2 separate regions of the Rattus norvegicus genome follow, and region 2 is linked to region 1. A link is a contact called in public Hi-C data. All regions are on one chromosome and are shown on one strand. The core of a region is the stretch at or near the end of the contact, and the rest is flanking DNA. Distances in the headings are between cores, read along the strand shown.

Region 1 (5,355 bases), core at 70-2,569:
AGTGCAGTCCCCAGGGATTGTGTCCAGAAAAGCTAACTGGATGTTGCAAGTGAGCGACACCAGGATTTTACTGCAGAACCCCGAAGTGAGAGGGGTTCAGAGAACTCCCACTTTGTCTTCTTAATCAAAGCTTAATTATTTACAGTATGTATGCTTGGAGGGGATTTACATGTGTACCACAGTGCATGAGTAGAGGCCAGAAGACAGGACACAGAAGTGGGTTTGCCCTGGGGATCCAACTTGGGTTGTCAGGCTTGGCAGCAAACACCTGCTAAGCCATTTCGCAGGCCCCTAGGTTTCCTCTTTCAAGAATACCGATGGGCTACACAGCAAAGAGTTAGGTGTGGGACTTTTGATATTTTTATTTCATAATGATCCTGCATTCTCTCATATAAAATGGGGTCTCCTTGAGGGCCAAGATTGTAGCTCACTTGTTTTTTTTATCTTCCTGGTTCTCCAAAAGTTCGCATTCTTGACTCGTGTCATAATCACCTGGGTGACCTCTTAGCCGGCAGTGGCGTCCCACCTGCAGCAGGAGGCTGGCGCCAGGTCCGTTTGAGGGTTCCCTTGGCTCTCCTTGGGTGACATCAAGGCCAATGCCTTTGGAGCACTGAAAGAGAAATGAAGCTGGAGATAGCCTTGGTTTCTAGGTCCTTTCTTCTTTGGGTATCTTTTCAGCAGGGGGTGTCAGGCGGACCTTGTGCTTTGCTGGACGAGTGCCTGGTCCAGGGGCTGGCAGGGCTCTGGGCTTTGCTGCCAGAGAGGTGAATAGAGGAGGGAGGAAGAGATGATGCCAGGCGCCTGGGCTTGGCAGCCACCTCCGGAGGGCACCCGGGGATGCCCTCAAGTGTCCAGCAAGCTGGTGAGGTGCCAAGGCTGGGCAGATGGGGCTGAGAGCCGCCAGCCGGAGCGCACGCCTGGGAGAGACCTGGGCACCCGGAAATCTAGGGGGCCAGTAGCGGGTATGGTCAGGTCCGTTTGCAGTGACTAAGACTGACCCCCAGGGGTCGCTGCGCTATGCTCTGTCCCTGCTCGCCAACTCGGGGAGCTGGCTGTACCACCACGCAGCTCCCGCAGGGGGAGAGGTAGCCAGGGCGGCGCCTGGCGGCGGGACCGGGAGACAGCAGCGCGCGGCGGAGCGCAAGCCCTAGCCGGACGGTGACGCAGAGCCCGCAGGCGCTGATGCTGGAGGCGCCAGTAGCCGTGGGGCGGCGCGACTCCAGAGGCTGCCCGGGACACCCCCGCACCCCGTGGTAGGAACCGGGACCCAAACAAAGGCGGGCGGCAGATAAAAGGCGGCGGCGGCGCCGAGTGCTTCGCGTGCGCGCTGGGGACGTAGTTGTCACGGACCTGGCCGTGGTCTGCACGCCGGCGAGCGGAGCTTGGGGGCCGTTGGCCTCCTATAGCTCTGAGGACCTTTCCTTCTGAAATTCCCTACAAGGGACAAGTGTTCGAAGCGGGGTGGTCGAAGTCCCTTAACCCCTGAGGCACCCGTGTATCAGCCTAGCTCGTCTCGGACAGCGAGGTGAGTGTGACGGCCGCTGGTCGCCATCGGGACTGGGGATGCGCTGCTCCGAAGAGGTGAAGGGTCTAACGCGCCACACGTGCCCCAGCCTGCGCGGGGAGGAGGCGGGGGAAGTGCGGGAAGTTCTCTCGTTCTCAGGCCACCCCGGGCAAGGGCCTCAACGCCCAGGAAAGCCGGCTGATGGGGACAGAGTTCCCATCTCAGAGCTTGTCCCTGCGCCCCTGAGGCTTGCATCAACGCGTTGGGGACCAGCTGCAGCCTCGGTCTGCGGGAGCGCGTTTAATGTCCAGAATCATCCTGGTTCCCTATCTCCTGCTCATCCCTGCTCGTCCCAGTGGGTGTCTGTCTGGGTCCATAAAAGTTGAGTGTCAGCCTGAAGCCATCCCAAATCCGCTGTCCGCTAGGCTTCAGAAGAGGGAGGGGACAGGAAAGCTACAGCCTCTATAGTTGCCCCCTACTTGAGCGCACTCACGCGCTTGGCGGGACGTTCTTTGAGTCTTGGGTTGCGGCTAACCCGCTGCAGGTGCCGCTGGGTGCCAGGACCTCTGGGGCTCCGGCAGGCGATGGAAGCGGAGCGCTAGAGGATCCTTGGGTCAGCCCAGAACATCCGTAAGGACTGTGATGGGGTTGGCATCTGAGCAGCCGTGGAGCACAGTCGGGGAAAGATTACCAGCACGAGTGGCGGCGAGTCCGGATGGCCAGCCCTGCCGCTGGGAGAACTTTTCCCAACTCCCTTGGGAGACGCCTCCCTGGAGTCTTCCTCTGTCCCACCTCTGTTCGGTCCACGGATGCTTCCTGAGTCTGGGTGCGAGTCCTAGTCTGGTTGCACTCTAGGTCAGTACCGCGGACAGCGCACTGAAGCCTACAGCCCCAAGCACCATCCATACGCAGGAATGAAGCACACGCACGCACTTGATATAGAGCACTCACGAACACTCCACTCACAAATTCACACTCCTTTCTGGTAAATATATTCCTATATCGTGGCTCATAGGCTCACACAATGCACACAGAGACCCAGGATTCACACCCACGTGGACAAGCCTCGTCTTCCCACAAGCCCCAGTTCGTGGGCCAGGACTCATCCCACTCAACGTTCGCTCTCGCTGGAGGATGCTCAAAACCCCCAGACTCCAGAGACCGCTGCCTAGGACCCCGCACTGATACCTCACGGTATACAGGGACTCAGGCTGTGGGTACACACACGAACACACAGTCTCGATCAGCCCCCCCTCCCCCTTCTACTGCAGACCTAGAAGCAGCTGTTAGGCTCAAAGGAAGCTCCGGGCAGCAACCCAGCCAGGCAGGCAGGCGCCTCACAGTCTTGGTTGGAAGCTCAGTGTCCATTTCGGACTCTCCACCCCCATGCCCGCTCAAGCCTCTTCCTGGCATATCTTCTCCCTTCAGGGTCTGCAGTCTTTGCTAGCACTCTTTGTTGGCTGTTCTCCTTCCCAGGGTTATCTTTCAACTGCACACCCTCTAGTGCTTCCCGTCCATCATCTTTTCTGACTGTCTTCGTCTTTTTTCCTGACTTCCCTTCACTGGAGACTGATGTGGTCTGCACTCTGCTACCCGTGCTGGTACCACTGGCCCTTGGGGCACAGACTCTGGCTTGCTTCCTCGGCTGCAGTTTCCATTCACCCATTCCTGTCTCTTCGAGTATTTGCCTCTCTCTCTCCTCAATAGCTTCAGCAGCTTTTACTGACAATCTTGGGAAATTTTTCAGGGTCAGAGCCTCAGAAAAGTGTCTCAAGGGGCCCCTGAACCTGGTGAGCGGGACAGTTCTGGGGTCACGGGAAGCCTCAGTCATCCCTCCCCCCTCCTCCAGAGCTGTCGTTTGAAGGGATCCAGACCCAGGCCTCAGCTTGCCCTTTGAGACTGCCTTTAAAATCCTGAAAAGGCTTGAGAAAATCCTTATAGTAGAGGGAGAAATGAGCCTGAAACAGAGATTCCTAGTCCCTGGTTTTAATTGGTCACAGGTGCCCCGTGCTCCCCTGGATAGACTCTCGCCATACTCTGGCTTTGGGCTTTCTGTTGTAAATGGGCAGGGTTGCCCGTGAGATTGCTTTTCGGATGTGATCGTGAAGAATGTTCACTCTATAGTGAATGTCCTGACTTGCACAGGATTGAAACCATGGTTGTAACTCACAAAGGTTATGGTGCTTCCCGCTGCTTCCTGAGAATCCCTCACTTCTGCTAAAGACACCCTACTCCCAAGTGAGGGATGCTCAGTTCATTTTCTTAATAGGACCAGAGATGCCAAGTAATTTTCTTACATCACACAGCTCAGGCCCAGTTTCCATGGAGGCAGGCACTGATGAAGTCCTCGCTTCTGGTGATGAGGACCCCCCTCCCCCCTTTCTGGCACACCTGGCCAGAAAGGCAGATGGAGTTGCTAGGTTGACGGTCCTTGTCCCCAGACACATGGTTTCACAGAAGGGACTGTCCAAGATATATCACCAACAGCCTCAAGTCTCTAGGACTCAACCAAGCAGGCTGGTCTTGATCTGTGTGTGCACTGAGGGAGGACAGGCCTCAGCACCATTTGACTAAGCTGTTTCTCACAGAATCCTGATTTGAGGGCTGCAAATCGAGGTGCCTAGAGATATGGTGGGCTCCCCCAAGGGAACCACCAACCAACTATTGGTTGTATATAGTCACCCCAAGATGATGGTCACAACAATGGCATAGGAACTGATCGTAACAGTCCTGGTTGATAACTGATAGCCGCTGGATTTTAATTGGAAGCTTGTCTCTCTATCTCTAGTTCCTCCCCTTTGAAATCATCCTCTCACCAGTACCCCCCTCAGTGTTCCCTTTCCAGCATGCTCAAGTGTGACCACCACTGTCCCTGTCCTAGCTCAGCGAGCGAGGGAGCCAAGGGGCTTGTCATTTGAAACCCTCTCTCTCTCTCACTGCCCACCCTCCCCACCACGGGAGCCTGTTTCTGCCTGTGGAGCATGAGAGGCGTCAAAGTCTGTCAAAACACCCTCCAAAGCTGGATTCCAGAGCACCAATATCCCGGGGAAAATAAATAAAGAGAACAGCAGCAGCCCGGAATAGAAACACGCACCCAGTCGCAAATACGCATGTTTTCCACGAGTCTCGTTTCACGGGCAGGCAGTGCAGCACGAGCTCCAGCTGCTCAACAAAGGCCAGAGGCAGGGACGGTACCGTTCCAGTCCAGGGAAGCCAGGGGACTCTTCCCAGCCAGCTTGTTCCCCACACTGGGAAACCACAGGCCACACTCGACACCGGCTGCCCTGGCTGGAAGGTTCCAGGAAGGGGATGGTAGTTGATAGGTTCCTGAGGGTTAGTCACTAGCTCACTGGGAAGGGACATGCAAGGCTGATGGCCTCACGTCCCCTGTTTACCATGAGAGGCTGGCAATGGCAGCACCTTAACAGCAGTGGCTGGTTGGATGCCTGCCGCCTATCAGGCAGGAAGCACATAAACATGTGGTCGTATTTAAGCTTCTCGAGGCATGGGGTCATTATCCTCAGGGGATTCGTGGGAAAAAGAAAACAGAGAGTCTATCCTGAGACCTCACGACCTGAAGAGTCCAAGTTGGACTCTTCCTGCCTCTGCCTCCCGAGTGCTGAGATTAAAGGTGTGCGCCGCCATACCAGACAGGACCAAATTTTGATCTGAATGACGCAGAAGTCTCCTCCGTGCCCAGGATTCTGCGCTGTCGTAGTTATTTCTTTCGTGTTTATTTACTACGTTCCGTCAAGAGAACCAACCACTCGTGCTTGGTGTAGCAACTGAGACTCTTGTCTCAGGAAGCAAATAAAATGAAAAAACAGACCCACCTATGTGATCGTTAGCGT
Region 2 (5,254 bases), core at 2,278-4,777, 73 kb before region 1:
GATCACTGCCATCTTCATCAGGGTTGCCATGACAACGCTCAAGAGACCCTCAAATCAGGTCCGTGGACGCTCCTTAACAGGACAGATTGGGAGACTGAGGAGATCATCGCCCGGGGTTCTAGCCATTCTTCCCAGCAATATGTAATTTTCCCCAAATGGTTTATAGCCTTGAGATCTTGGAGGTGCTAGCATATAGACTGTGGAAGGCTCATCCACGCTTGGTTGGGACTTCTCGTGATGCCGCTGCTCTGGGGTCACCCATGCTCCTGTAAGTAGCCCTTGTTCATGACCTTAAGTGACCCCAACAAACTCACTTAGGTTCTCCAAGTTGAACTTTGCAGCAATTGCTACTTTGATCTTTCCTTAGCGCCCAGCCTGTGGGGAGCAGAGGCTTGTTCAACATCTCCACAGGGAAGGGTCACAAAACAGATGGTGTGCCAAGGAGGCTGCTGTGACTGGCAGAGATCTGAAGAGTGCGCATGGGGCCAGATCACAAAGGTCCTAAGGTCGGAGGCAGTGCAGTGTGAAGTTGGAGAAGGAGAATTCCACCGTAAGCCCAGGATACCGAACTCCATATCTTGGCAAGGATGCCAGGGAGGGTGCTCACCCGCTGTTAAAATGACACTTGGAAACTTGGAAAAAGCCAGGCAGGGCTCGCTCGGGCGAACAAGAAATGCCAGAACCGGGGTTGGGGATTTAGCTCAGTGGTAGAGCGCTTGCCTAGGAAGCGCAAGGCCCTGGGTTCGGTCCCCAGCTCTGAAAAAAAAAAGAACCAAAAAAAAAAAAAAAAAAAAAAAGAAATGACAGAACCTCCAATTGCTAATGGACTCCAGGGACAGCAGGGGATGGTGCATTTCTCATGGGCTGGTGAGAGGCTCGACAGCGTGGTTCAGAAGTTCCTCGGTGGCTGACCTCTAGAAGTCAAGGCCGGCAAGAAGAGATTCTGTGACTGAACTGGCTTCCCCAGTAGCGACAGGGAAGAGGGGAGCCTGAGATAATGCCACCCCTGGGTGGAACTTGAAATCAGGAGCAAGGTGGGGAAGATTACTGTTCTGAATGAGGTCAAGCGTCAGATGGGGAGTCTGCAGAAGGCTCTGCAAACGCTTACCTAGTTCGTAGGGCAAGATAGGGGAGCAGCTGACAAGGATACTGTGCAATTTACACAGCCAGAGGAATTCAATGGATAATCAGAGTCTGAAGACAGACATTGCCTCAAGAAAAGGACATGGTTCTCTCCTGAGGTAGAGCGCAGAGCCAGACTCTTCAAAAGGGAAGCCACTCACCCCCAAAGTCACTGAAACACTTTATCTTTGGCACTGACACCCCAGGTATTCATTTCTAAAGAGACCCACTGCCACTTACTGGGGTCACTGTATCCCCATTAAAGGACAAATAGCCAGAGACTGTTAACCAGAGACTGTTGGGTGCAGGGTCCAAGATAGATGGTGCTGACACACAAGGATCTGGGTGTTATCATGGCTTCCAGTTGGAGGAGCGGCAGATGGGAGCCTGAGGAGAAAAACAGCACTGCTCAAGCTTTGAGCCTCTGCATCTCCATAGAGTTCCATAGCCCACTCTATTCCCTGGCTCAGAGTAGAATTCTGGTGTCAGCCAGGCCCAGCTCAAAACAAAACACCAAGCCAATTGGTTTATGGCTATTTCCTCTGAATTGAAACATTCCCTTCAGAAGGGAGCGGGAGGCTCGGTTGAGATAAACAAAAAGACAATTTGTATGGGAAATCGGAAACTGGAAGGATTCTCACCCCTTCCCCCCTCCCCTTGCTCCAGCTTCATGGACAAGTAGGCTGGGGTGCGGGAGGAGACTGCTGGGTGGATCTGAGAGGTTTTCTCAGATGTGGGGCTACCTGCAGGGAGGACTCTGGGAGCCTTTTCAAGTTGTCTCCCATCCTGGAGTGGGCTTTCCAGTGGTGCTGCTGCTTCCAAGTCATCCCTGTTTCTGTCGCTGGCCTCTGAGCCATACCCCTGTCAGTAACCCCAGTAAACTATTGGCTCACCAAGTTGGATTGTGGTCTGCTCATTGCTTTGGTCTGCTGTGGGTTCCCTTTCTGGAGTAAATAAATAGATGTTAAGTACCCTCAGGAAAAAAGTCATCAGGTAACACCAACCAGTGTCACCTCTGGTGGCGGCGGAAATGAGCACCTCCATTAAGGCTCCGAGGTGTGTGGGTGGCAGACCTCGAGTTACCAGTTCTCTGGTTTGGGTCCTACAGAGCTCCCCAGGTGTGTTCTAGAACATGTGAGTAGTAGATGTCCGTAGATGCAGGGCTCGGGCAGTTATCACAGCGGCAGTGCACGCGGCATCTGCGCCAGGGCCCTCCGCACAGGAACGCACACATCTGCCTCCTGATCTAGCAAACACTCCACTTTTCCAGTCTCTGTTACGAGTGATCCAGAGCAGTTCACGAGGGACCAACAAACTGGGGCGGGAGAAGACACCATGTTAGTATGTTTACGTGCACAGATCTGTCATATGTGCATCCTGACTCTGCCATCCTGTGTCACAGAGGGATGTGAGGCTGATTCTCAGCTGCAGCATCTGGCAATGTGTGACGGATTAGTTATTTGTTGTGGCGACAAAATGCCTGACAGAAGCAAGGAAGGAAGGAGGAGGGAGGGGAGGAGAGGGGGAAGGATGGAGAGGGAGGGAGGGAGGGGGAGAGAGGGAGGGGGAAGAGAGGGAAGGGAGGGATAGAGGGAGGAGGGAGGGGAGAGGGAGGGAGGGAGGGGAGAGGGAGGGGAAGGATGGAGAGGGAGAAAGGGAGGGAGGGAAGGGAGGGATAGAGGGAGGGAGGAGAGAGGGAGAGGGAAAAGGGAAGGAGGGGAGAGGGAGGGGAAAGGGAGGCAGGGGGAAGGGAGTCAGGGGAAAGGAGGGAGGGAAGGAAGGGAGGAAGAGAGGGAGACAGGGAAGAGAGGGAGGGAGGGAAGAAGGGAGGGAGGGAAGAAAAGAGGGGAAGAAAAGGGAGGAGAAAGGGGGAGGGAGGGAGAAGGAAAAAGGGAAGGAAGGGAGGAAGAGAGGGAGTCAGGGAAAGAGAAAGAAAAGGAAGGAGGGAAGGAGGGAGGGAAGGAAGGAGGGAGGGAGGGAGGGAGGGAGGGAGGGGAAGGTTAGTTATTTTTGGCTCACATTTGGGAGTGGACACAGAGGAAGGGCAGCAGCAGGAGCCTAAGGCGGCTGGCTACACTGTGTCTGAAGTTCACCTTCTCCAATGGCTTTTTTTTTTTTTAAAGATTTATTATATTTATTCTATATAAGTACACTGTAGCTTGTCTTCAGATACACCAGAAGAGGGCATCAAATCTCTTTACAGATGGTTGTGAGCCACCATGTGGTTGCTGGGAATTGAACTCATGACCTCTGGAAGAGCAGTCGGGTGCTCTTAACCACTGAGCCATCTCTCCAGCCCCTCCAATGGCTTTTTACTTAGAACCCAAGCCCACAGGATGAGTCCACAGCACGGTGCTGCCAATCTCTGGTGTAGGTCTTCCTGCCTCACTCAGACTTCTCTGGAAACACTCCCCACACAGACATACGGAGAGGCGTGTCTCCTGAGTGGCTCCAAATCCACTCCACCTCACACCTCTCCCACATCAGAAGGAAACCCCCATCAGACAGGCCTCAGGGGCTCCCATGGTCAAGATGCCACACACTTGACAATGGCTTCTCCATTCGTGCCATCTTACCAGGTGACATGGAGGGCTGGCCTCTTCGAGATGGCCCCAGGCAGAGAGGGTTCTACAGCAGCTCCAGACCGAGGACAAGCAGTGAGCAGCTAGGGTCACGTGACTCAGCAGATCTAGGGGACAGATGGATCTGTGGTGGGAAAAGACACTATGAATTTATGGCAAGCACCAAGAGGAGAGTGGCAACACAGATCCCCAGGGTTCTGGAACAAGGCCCTGCCATCTGGAGTGCAAAATTATGCAGTGTTTGAAAAATAGCTTTCACACGGGGCCCGGGAGCTGTGGAGCCAGGTTCAGCCAGCTAGAGAGAGCTTCGGGATGACACTTGGTGAGCACGGGGGGTCGAGGACACGTCCTCACACAAATGAATGGTTGTTACCTGGTGCGGAATATTGTTCTTAGCATCTCGGGTGCATGTTAAGGCCTCCTCTGGTTGCCAGGCAGGGATGTTTTCACCAGGATACAGAGCGAATCTCTCATTCAACTGTAACCTATCCTTGCCACCTGGCTGTGCTGCTTTGTACCAAAAGGCCAGAAGGCCAGGAAAGAGTCACCATAGCACGAGTCATTGACTTAGTCAACTGGAGGAAAAAGTAGGATGGGTACCATGGACTGTGGGCAGGGAGACTATGTGGGGTGTCTTTTGTCATTCTTTAGGCCCTCAACTCCCTGTGTTTATATTTTAGTTTAGTTTAGTTCATGTGTATGGGTGTTGTGACTGTATGTATGTATGAATGTATATAGTATGTATGTGTGCTACATGTGTCTGGTGCCTGATGCATTTAGAGAGGGTGTCACCAGGAACTGGAATTATGGGTGGTTATGAGCCATTATGTGGGTGCTGGGCACCCAAACTCAGGCCCTCTGCAAGAGCAACAAGTGCTCCTCACCACTGAGCTGTCTCTCTAACAGCCTCCACTTTTTTCTTTCTGAGACAGCATCTTACTGCTTCAAACTAGCTACAAACTTGCTTCAAACTAGAAACCCCCCTGTTTCAGCATCCCAAGCACCTGGGCCACAGACACGTACAACCTGTCCCTGTCCTCTCCTTTGCCCATCTCTCACTATAAATAACTCAGTAACCGAGAACTGAGAAGGGCATGGTGACCGGGAGTCCCCGTGTGTTAACAGTGAGCATGGCTCACCTAGAAGCTGCGTTCTAAGTACAAGGGACCATTGGACGGAGTCAGGGGAGTCAATGAAATTAACCTTGAGATAAGAAGCCATTACAGGAAGTTGTATTTCAACCTTCCGGGGCCCCGATTTTTTTCTCCTCCTCCTCTTCCTCCTTCTCCTCCTCCTCCTTCTCCTCCTCCTCCTTCTTCTCTTCCTCCTCTTCCTCCTACTCCTTCTCTTCCTCCTCCTTCTCCTCCTCCTCCTCCTCTTCCTCCTCTTCCTCCTCCTCTTCCTCTTCCTCCTCTTCCTCCTCCTCTTCCTCCTCTTTCTCTTCCTCCTCCTCCTCCTCCTCTTCCTCCTCCTCCTCTTCTCCTCCTCTTCATCCTCCTCCTCCTCCTCCTCCTCCTCCTCCTCTTCTCCTCCTCTTCATCCTCCTCCTC

Evidence for each region. A called contact is a pair of places that touch in the nucleus more often than the background predicts.
Region 2: a contact with region 1 is called in a Hi-C map of frontal cortex, with 2.8 times the contacts expected there. The contact joins the enhancer-like site here to the promoter of Disp3 in region 1. A contact is called at or near these places in 2 of 12 Hi-C or Micro-C datasets (the A7r5 cell line and frontal cortex).

Annotation. Positions count from the first base shown.
Region 1 is chr5:163,999,914-164,005,268 of GRCr8, reverse strand. It overlaps Disp3 (dispatched RND transporter family member 3), which reads left to right and starts at 1,319. Exons shown (of 21, transcript NM_001107992.2): 1 at 1,319-1,525.
Region 2 is chr5:164,075,479-164,080,732 of GRCr8, reverse strand. It overlaps LOC102551951 (a long non-coding RNA gene), which reads right to left. Exons shown (of 4, transcript XR_354416.5): 2 at 3,699-3,828. Among named protein-coding and RNA genes, the nearest start is that of Disp3, 74 kb to the right of the region's middle. Within about 2 kb of position 3,527, at least 15 of the 93 cell types and tissues checked have an H3K27ac peak or open chromatin away from gene starts, as enhancers often do.